Linked DNA regions of Sus scrofa: region 2 is linked to region 1. Evidence: chromatin contacts called from public HiChIP or PLAC-seq data. All regions are on one chromosome and are shown on one strand. Each heading gives the region's core, a stretch centred on a gene start, on an enhancer-like site or on the middle of the called end of the contact. The rest is flanking DNA. Distances are from core to core; before and after follow the strand shown.

Evidence for each region. HiChIP or PLAC-seq counts read pairs in DNA pulled down with a chosen protein or histone mark.
Region 2: an H3K27ac HiChIP or PLAC-seq map of alveolar macrophages shows a contact between it and region 1. The contact joins two enhancer-like sites. A contact is called at or near these places in 6 of 47 Hi-C or Micro-C datasets (brain, fetal skeletal muscle, heart right ventricle and 3 more) and 1 of 2 datasets of contacts at active chromatin or transcription factors (alveolar macrophages).

What each region holds. Positions count from the first base shown.
Region 1 is chr3:31,416,101-31,420,719 of Sscrofa11.1, forward strand. The region is part of intron 5 of TXNDC11 (thioredoxin domain-containing protein 11); the gene reads left to right. Among named protein-coding and RNA genes, the nearest start is that of SNN, 37 kb to the right of the region's middle. Within about 2 kb of position 2,436, at least 9 of the 83 cell types and tissues checked have an H3K27ac peak or open chromatin away from gene starts, as enhancers often do. A contact at or near this core is called in alveolar macrophages, where this site is marked.
Region 2 is chr3:31,599,228-31,603,846 of Sscrofa11.1, forward strand. No RefSeq gene overlaps it. Among named protein-coding and RNA genes, the nearest start is that of LITAF, 120 kb to the left of the region's middle. Within about 2 kb of position 2,819, at least 7 of the 83 cell types and tissues checked have an H3K27ac peak or open chromatin away from gene starts, as enhancers often do. A contact at or near this core is called in alveolar macrophages, where this site is marked.

The sequences.
Region 1 (4,619 bases), core at 1,186-3,685:
TCACTGTCCCAGGTGAGGCCCTGGACCTGTGAACAAGCCACGTTACATGGCAAGAGTAAATTGAGGTTGCACATGGAATTGAGTTGCTTGGTCTGTTGGCATCGAGAAAGTGAGATTATGCTGGATTATCTGAGTGAGCCTGGTGTAATCAGGATGATTGTTAAAAGTGGAATAGAGAGGCAAAGGGCACTGTCAGAGAGATGCAGTGTGAGAAGGACTTGTGCAGCCGTCACTGGCTTTGAGGATGGAGGGGGCCACAAGCCAAGGCAGGGAAGGCAAGGAAAGATTCTCCCCAAGAGCCTCCAGAAGGAACATTCCCTGCTGACACCTGGATTTTAGCTCACTGAGGCCCATTTTGAACTTTGGCATCTAGAACAGTAAGATAAATTTATTTTTTAAGCCACTAACTTTGTGGTAATTTGTTAGAGCAGAAATAGCAACCTGATAAAGTCAGGTTCCAGTAAATGGAGTATGAGCTAGGGACCCAGGACCCCGTTACTCTAGCTGCCTCTGCTCTCCTGGGATGTGGGGCAGGTGGCCTGGGGCCGTGTTTGCCCACGATAACTGCTTAAAATGCAGTGCCTTGCCCTAGTTAATACCTGCCTTCCTGGAGTTCCCCTCGTGGTGCAGGGGAAACGAATCCAATGAGGAACCATGAGCTTGTGGGTTTGATCTCTGGCCTTGCTCAGTGGGTTAAGGATCTGGCATTGCCGTGAGCTGTGGTGTAGGTCTCAGATGTGGCTAGGATCTGGTGTTGCCGTGGTTCTGGCATAGGCTGGCAGCAACAGCTCCAATTCGACCACTAGCCTGGGAACCTCCATATACCGCGGGTACAGCCCTAAAAAAGACAAAAAGACAAACAAACAAACAAACCTGCCTTCCTGCTTTTTCAAGGCCCAGCTGAAGGCCTGTGGGATTTATAACTGTGGTCCAGCCAGCAAGAGGGAGACATGGGATGGAGATTTCCACTGTCAGGCTCCCTTCTTGGAACTCCTGTTACACTAGTTGCCTGTGTACTTAGCAGCTACCATTGTTTTCTAAGCTTCCCTTAGAGTTTGTGGTGTCTTCCTAACAAGAAGTCGGCAGGGACCGACTCTCCTAATCAGTCCCGTTAGTGGCAGGTGTCCTGTGTGGTCAAAGCTCACCCAGTCACCTCTTCTCACTGGCCTTCAGGTTTCCCCTCTGCAAAGTGAGGGAGCTTTGCTCTGGTTGCCTCCAAAGGAAGCTTCAGCTTGAAAATGTGTTGGCCCTTGGCCTGTTTTTTAGGCCTGGGAGCTAAGAATTGTTTTTGTATTTGTGAAGGGTTGTTTAAAAAAAAAAGAGAGAAAGAACATGTGACACGTATGCTAGGCCCTGAGAACAGCATAAAAGGGGATGGAGGAAGGCCTTCTAAGCAGATAGGTTTCTTTTGTAAAGTCTTTCCTTCCCTGAGGCTGTTAAAAAAAAGAAGAAAAGAAATTTAAATTGAAATACACGCAAGAGAAGTATTGAGTTGATCGTTTTCATATTAGGCTTTGGTTTAAATGAGACCACTGGTGTGAGGGTGTTTAGTTTACTGTCATGTTAGTATATAGGACAGTGCATATTTAGCTCTGTAGTTTATATTCCCCTAGAATAATGTATTTGGAACTACATTTTTTTTTCCCTTCCTCCCTAACTCACGAAAAAGAAAAAAAAAAAAAAAATCATGGCTAAGGATAGTTCCATGTTTATTTAGAGTTTCACAGTGTTTTGGCAAGTACCAGCATTTGCATATTGTATCTTTGGTGCCCAAATGCCAGATGTTTTCCTAGATAATTGCTTTGTGCTTTATATTAGGAATTTTGAAAATACACAAATCTCAGAGTCACATTCCGGGAAAAAATGTAAGCAACAGCTACAGTTCATACTTTGAAAATAAACATTTCTGTAATCTATTGCATTTCTTGGAAGAGTTTTTCCTTTTGATGAATGCATTCAGCACTGGAAATGTGTGACGTCATCATCCAGTGAATGACTGTGAATCACTGTCAGTGCCGAGGAGCTCTGGAGGGGCTATTGTTATCCCTGTGTATATAATCCTACCTTTTTCTTTTTTCTTCCTTGTCTAAAACCTTGGGAAGAAGACTGGGAAAGCAGAAGTTAATAAAAATGACAGAGTATAGAGCAAAATGAGACTTGTTTCTAGGATGGAAGGTACCAAGGTACAGGTTTGCCTTTGGGGTTTGTTTTGTTTTGTTTTGTTTTTTGCTTTTTAGGGCTGCACCAGTGGCCTATGGAAGTTCCCAGGTTAGGAGTCAAATCGGAGCTGTAGCTGCTGGCCTATACCACAGCCACAGCAACTCAGGATCCTTAACCCACTGGGCGTGAGGCCAGGGATCGAACCTGTGTCCTCATGGATGCTAGTCAGATGCGTTTCCGCTGAGTCATGAAGGGAACTCCCAGGTTTGCCTTTTGGAATGTCACTACTGCCCAGACAGAGTAAGGAAGTGAGAGAAACTTTCCCAGGGGGTAAATACCTTGTTAGCTATGCTGATTAAAAAGCCATGTGATTTAGTCCAGTGGTATTTAGTTTTGAAGTGTATCATGATATATTTGTTAGCAGTTATCTCTGTCAGTATTTTTCTTTTTCTTTTCTTTTTTTTTTTTTTTTGTCTTTTTCTAAGGCCGCATATGGAGATTCCCAGGCTAGGGGTCTGATTGGAGCTGTAGCCACTGGCCTACATCACACCCACAGCAACATGGGATCTGAACCACGTCTGCGAACTACCCCCCGGCTCATGGCAATACCGGATCCTCAACCCACTGAGCCAGGCCAGGGATCGAACCCACAACCTCATGGTTCCTAGTCGGATTCGTTAACCACTGAGCCACGACGGGAACTCCAGATTTATCAGTGTTTTTCCTGACCTGATGCTCCGTTGTGTTCTGTGGTCCCTGAGAGATGAGCTCACACAGAAGCCGCCCAGAGAGCAGATGGCCAGTCCCGATGTAGAAGTGTCCACGTTGTTCGGCTCTGGCATTTCTGCTTGTTCTTTGGGTCGCCTCAGGTACCTTATTGTGGAACACCCCGTGCTCTTTAGGCCTCCGAGAGAATTGATTGCAGAAGCTCAGCAGTTTAGCCCTAGAGTCACGAGGAGAGGGTGGGACACAGTCCTAAAAGTAATCACGCGCTGCTATTGGGGGACTTTCACGAAAAAAACTGAAGAAATGTCATCTTCTGTATCCTTCCCAGATAACTTGTCCAGTATTAAGACTCACTATTTTAGCCTAATCTTCCTGAGTTACATAAATCTTGTTTTTTCCTCAGTGCCACAGTGCAGTAGAACTATCACAGGAACCATGTAGGTATTTTAAAATTTTCTGGTGGCTGCATTAAAATTTAAGAAGTAGTAGGAGAATTTGAGATTTTTTTTTTCCTTTTTTTTTAGGGTCACACCCACGGCCTATGGAGGTTCCCAGGCTAGGGGTCCAATTGGAGCTGTAGCCCCTGGCCTACACCACAGCCACAGCAACACCAGATCTGAGCCATGTCTGCGACTTAAACGCAGTCCACGGCAATGTCAGATCCATAACCCACTGAGCTGAGCCAGGGATCGACCTGTGGCCTCCTGGATACTAGTTGGGTTCATTACTGCTGAGCCTCAATGGGAACGCCTAATTTGAGATATTTTACATTTTTTATTGAACCAAATCTTTTATACCTCACAGCATATCTCAATTCAGATGCTGAACTTTCACTGGAAATACTTGATTTGTATTTAGAGTTCATAAAATTTTCAGTTGAAAAAAGTGATTTACCTACCAAATATTGTTTTATGTTGTTTTAATGGTACTATAATTGACTTACAGTATTATATTACTTTCAGGTTACAAACCCAAGTTGTTTTAAACATGCTTAAATGTTTTCCAGTAACTGAGTTATCACTTTTACATTAATTAAAATCAAAGTTAAAAATTTAGTCCCTCAATTGTTCATATTTCAAGTGTTCACATATGGTCAGTGGCTACCACATCAGATGGTGCAGCTCGGGACCTGGGCCTCATTATCCAAAAAAAAGCAATTATTTTCTAAGATACCGAGTTTCCTGCAGGCATATCCTTGAGTTAATGCTTCAGAGTGTGCTCCTGGTAGCTCTTAGTTGGGGAGTGTGAATTGTGTGGCTTTGCTTCTGGCAAGACCCTTCATTATTAATTTTAAAACACAATTTAAAAAAATCTATTAATGGAAAATCTGAAAAAAATATGTATATAACTGAATTCTGAATTACTTTGTTGTACACCTGAAACTAAAATAGTACGGTAAATCAACTATACTTCAGTTAAAAAGAAAAAAAAAAGTGTTCTCTTTTGCTAACAAAAGAAACTATTTATTATTCTTTCTGGAATGTTTGAGGATTGTAATATCTTGTCCCACTGAGGTCTCACCTTAGAATGTATGTGCTTTACCTTAATACTGAACCGAGGTTTTACTGTTAAAAGTGGAATTTAAGACAGTGATTAAAAGCGAAATAAAGTAGTCTGATATTAAAACATTATGCAAAAGGCCAAAACCAAAAAACCTTGGTGCAAACCTGAAAGATCACAAGTGAGCCAGATGAGTCCGAATGGAAACCAGATGGGATTTCATCTCTTTGCAT
Region 2 (4,619 bases), core at 1,569-4,068, 180 kb after region 1:
GTGGTGTAGGTTGCAAGTTTGGCTTGGGTTTGATCCTTGACCTGGGAGCTTCCACATGCTATGGGTATGGCCACCCAAATGAAACTGGAAACAGGAAATCAGAATGAACAAAACCAGAAGTTGGTTCCTCAAAATATAAAACTAACAAGCCTCTAGCCAGGCTAACCAAGAAAAAAAAGGACACAAATTACTAAGATCAGACATGGAGGAGAAATGACTACAGACCCCAGGACATTAAAAAGACAGTAAAGGAATATTAACAATTCCCTGCCCATAAATCTGATAACCTGGATGAAATGGACTAGTTCCTGGAAAGACAATCCGCCAAAACTCATACATGAAGGAATAGACAATCTGAACAGGCCTATCTTGTTTAAATTGAGTCGGTAATTACTAGCCTTCCAACACAGAAATTACCAGGCCCACATGGGTTCACTGATGAACCCTACTAAACATTTAAGGAAAAAAAATCACATAAATTTTCTACACTCTATTTTAGAACATAGCGGTAGAGGGAATAATTCCCCTAATTCTAGGAGACCAGCATTATTACCCTTCTATGAAAACCAAACAGAGACCCTACAAGATAGGAAAATTCAGATCATTATCTTTTATGAAAATACATGCAAAAAACCTTACCAGAATATTAGCAAATCCAATCCCATAACGTATAAAAAGAATTGTGCACCACGATCAATTGTGAGATTGATCCCAAGTATGCAAGACTGGGTAAACATTTGAAAATCAATTAATGCAATTTATCAGATCAACTATCTAAAGAGAAATCACGTGTCCCTTAAAAAAAAAAAATAGATCGATGGAACAGAATAGAGAGCCCAGAAATAGACCCACATAAATACAGTAAACTAATCTTTGGTGAAGCTGCAAAAGCAACACAATGGAGCCAAGATAAACCTTTTAATGGCTGAGTAGTATTTCATTGTGTATATGCACCACATCTTTTTCTTTTTTTTTTTAGGGCTGCAGCCACGGCATATGGAAGTTCCCAGGAGAGGGATCACATCAGAGCTGCAGCTGCTAGCCTGCGCCGCAGCTACAGTTATGCCAGACCCAAGCCACGTCTGCGACCTACAACAGAGCGAAGCCAGATCCTTAAGCCACTGAGTGAGGCCAGGGATCAAACCCATGTCCTCATGGATACTGATGAGGTTCGTTACCACTGAGCCACGGACGGCACTCCCTATACGTCTTCTTAATCCATTCATCTGCTGATGGACATTTAGGTCGTTTCCATGTCTCGGCTATTGTGAATAGTGCTGCAATGAACATAGGGGTGCATGTATTTTTGAATGAAAGTTTTGTCTGGATATATGTGCAGGAGTGGGATTGCAGGATCATATGATAGTTCTATATTTAGTTTTCTGAGGCAGCTCCGCATTGTCTTCTGTAAAGGTCATACCAATTTACATTCCCATCACCAGTGTAGGAGGGTTCCCTTTTCTCTACACCCTCTCTAGCATTTATTTGTAGACTTACTCATGATGGCCATTCTGACCAGTATGAGGCGGTACCTCTTAGTTTTGATTTGAGTTTCTCTAATGATTAGTGATATTGAGCATTCTTCCATGTGCCTGGAGGGTCCATATGCCTTCTTTGGAGAAATGTCCCCTTAGGTCTTCTGCCCATTTTTCAATTGGGTTGTTTGTTTTTTTTTTGCTGTTGAGTTGTAGGAGTCGTTTGCGTATTTTGGAGATTAAGCCCTTGTTTGTTTCATCATTTGCCAATGTTTTCTGACATGGAAGAAACTTATTGCATCTTGCTCCATGAAAGAAGCCAGTTATGTGAAGACCATGTACTGTGTGATTCCAATTATATGGCATTCTGGACAAAGCAAAACTATGGAGACAGTAAAAAGATCAGAGGTTGCCAGAGACTGGGAGAGGGAGGGATGAAGCTGCAAATGACAGGATTTTTAGGGCAGTGAAAATAATCTGTACGATAACATAATGGTGGATATATGCCCTTATGTGTATGTCTAAATTCATCGAATTTACAATACCAAGTGTGAGTCTTAAGGTAAATTATGGACTTTGGGTGATAATGATGTGTCAATGCAGGTTCTTCAATGGTAACCAAGGTACCATTCTGGAGTTCCTGTGGTGGCTCAGTGGTTAACGAATCTGTCTAGGAACCTCGAGGTCACGGGTTCGATGCCTGGCCTTGCTCAGTGTGCTGAGGATCCGGCATTGCCATGAGCTGTGGTGTGGGTTGCAGCCTCGGCTCGGGTCCCAAGTTGCTGAGGATCTGGCGTGGGCTGGCGGCTACAGCTCTGATTCGACCCCTAGCCTGGGAACCTCCATATGCCGCTGGTGTGGCTCTGAAAAAGACCCAAAAAACCCCCAAAAACAAAAAACACCCCACAAAGGTACCATTCTAATGGGGGAAGTTGATGATGCGGGAGGCTATGCATGCATGAGGTCGGGGAGTATTTGGGAAATCTCGTATACCTTCTTGTCACTTTTGCTGTGACCCTAAAACAGTTCCCGTCGTGGCGCAGTGGTTAACGAATCCGACTAGGAACCATGAGGTTGTGGGTTTGATCCCTGCCCTTGCTCAGGGGGTTAAGGATCCGGTGTTGCCGTGTGCTGTGGTGTAGGTTGCAGCCGAGGCTCGGATCCCGTGTTGCTGTGGCTCTGGTGTAGGCGGGTGACTACAGCTCCGATTCAACCCCTAGCCTGGGAACCTCCATGTGCCATGGGAGTGGCCCTAGAAAAGGCAAAAAGACAATATATATATGGCTATAGTGGTTCATAACGGACAAAATCTTTTGTAAAAATCCTCTGCCCATGTAAGAAGAGCTCACTGCGCCCCCTACTGTCCAGTTCTCTACCACGGGCTACCTCTTGCCCCAGCTCTACAATATCCTGCTGTCTTTCGATGGTTCAAAAAGACTTCTTATTTTTGTTAACGCTGACTTTGGTACCTCTGCCTTCATTCAGAACTGGAAGCTCAGTCTCTGGCCACTGGCAAACGTACTCCTCTGCATTATTTCCAGGAGCAAGCAGGACTTAGTTTTCATGGGAGGAGGAAGAGCTGGGAAGACTCGCCTAGGAGTATCTGACTGGGACTCATCCTTGAGTCCTGGTGGTCCATCCACCCAGTGTGTCAGATATTTGTCCAGGATGATAGGCACGCGCAAGCGAGGCCAGAGATGCTGGGGGCCCTACCTGGATCAACCCCTCAATAGTCTGGGTGATGGCAAACCTGGCTGAAGGGCTTCAGGGAGCACCCTGCCCTGGTGGTTCTGATTTTCCAGCTGTAGAATGTAATGTCGCTGTGTGGACTGGGAAGCCCCACATGGAAGATGGTAGTTTTCTTTCAGAACCCTGACTGTGAAAGGGGGTGGAATCTAGACCTCAGGGCAGAGACTAGAGTCTGCCCAGATCGGGGAAGTGATGAGCATTGAGCAGAGCTGCCCACGTTAAAAGAGGAGGGACCCTGGAGCCAGACTGGGTTAAAAAGCCTCACAAGGGGTTCCTGTTGTGGCTCAGCAGTAATGAACCCGACTAGTATCCTTGAGGATGTGTGTTTGATCCCTGACGTTGCTCAGTGGGTTTAGGGTCCCACGGTGCCGTGAGCTGTGGTATAGGTCACAGACATAGCTCGGATTCCCAGTTGCTGTGGCTGTGCTGTAGGCTGGAAGCTGCAGCTCCGCTTCGACCCCTAGCCTGGGAACCTCCATATGCTATGGGTGCAGCCCTCAAAAGACAAAAAAAAAAACAAAAACCCAAAACTTCACAAGCTGTGTGACTTTGGGCAAGTGACTTCACCTCTCTGTGTCTCTCCTTCCTCATCTGTATAATGGGATAATGCTGGTTCAAACTTGCAGGTTGTTCCTTGTGGGGGCGGGTGGCAGAGAGGTTTGCTATATTTATACTGCAATACGGTTGCCATAGTAGCCTTAGCTAGCACCTCTCCTGGATGCCCTAATTATCATTTCTTCTAGTGTTGGGAACAATTCAGATCTAGTCTGTTAGCAAGTTCAATGTTTACTGTACAGTTTCATTGTCTGTAATCATCATACTGCGAACTAGGTCTCCAGGACGTATCTCCGAGTTGCAGGTATCCAGTTTTCTAACACCGTTGCTAGCTCTTCTTTGAAATCCCCAGGGAACTCTCTTCGGCCTACATTCCTCCCAGGGATCACAGGCACAATAGCTGCTCCTTTCTGGGCATCAGAGCTCTCTTTGGTTCCTGTAGCATCTCCTGCATCTCATTTCCCTTCAAGAATTTTAGCTCCTCCAGGCCAAGCCCTGTTGAAGGTAGTTTTCTGCTGTTTGACACAGCCTGTAGCAGACACCCCAGCATACAGCGCGGGCTCCCAGGCAAGCTGTGAGCTGAAGGGACTCGTGTGTCTTCAGCCGTCTGTGTTGAGGGTTCCTGCGCTCAGCCAGTGAAAATGTTTGATGGAGCTGGAGGAGCGGAAGGTGGAATTATTAGTGTCAAATTATAAAAGAAAATGAGTCGAGTCTAAGAGCATAATGGATTATTTCTGTAAAACATGATGGGTCAACCCGTCGAGAGTATCTCAATTGAACTTGAAGAAAGTTACATTAAACTGTCAACCGAGAGACGAGTGAACAAACACTAATGGGGCT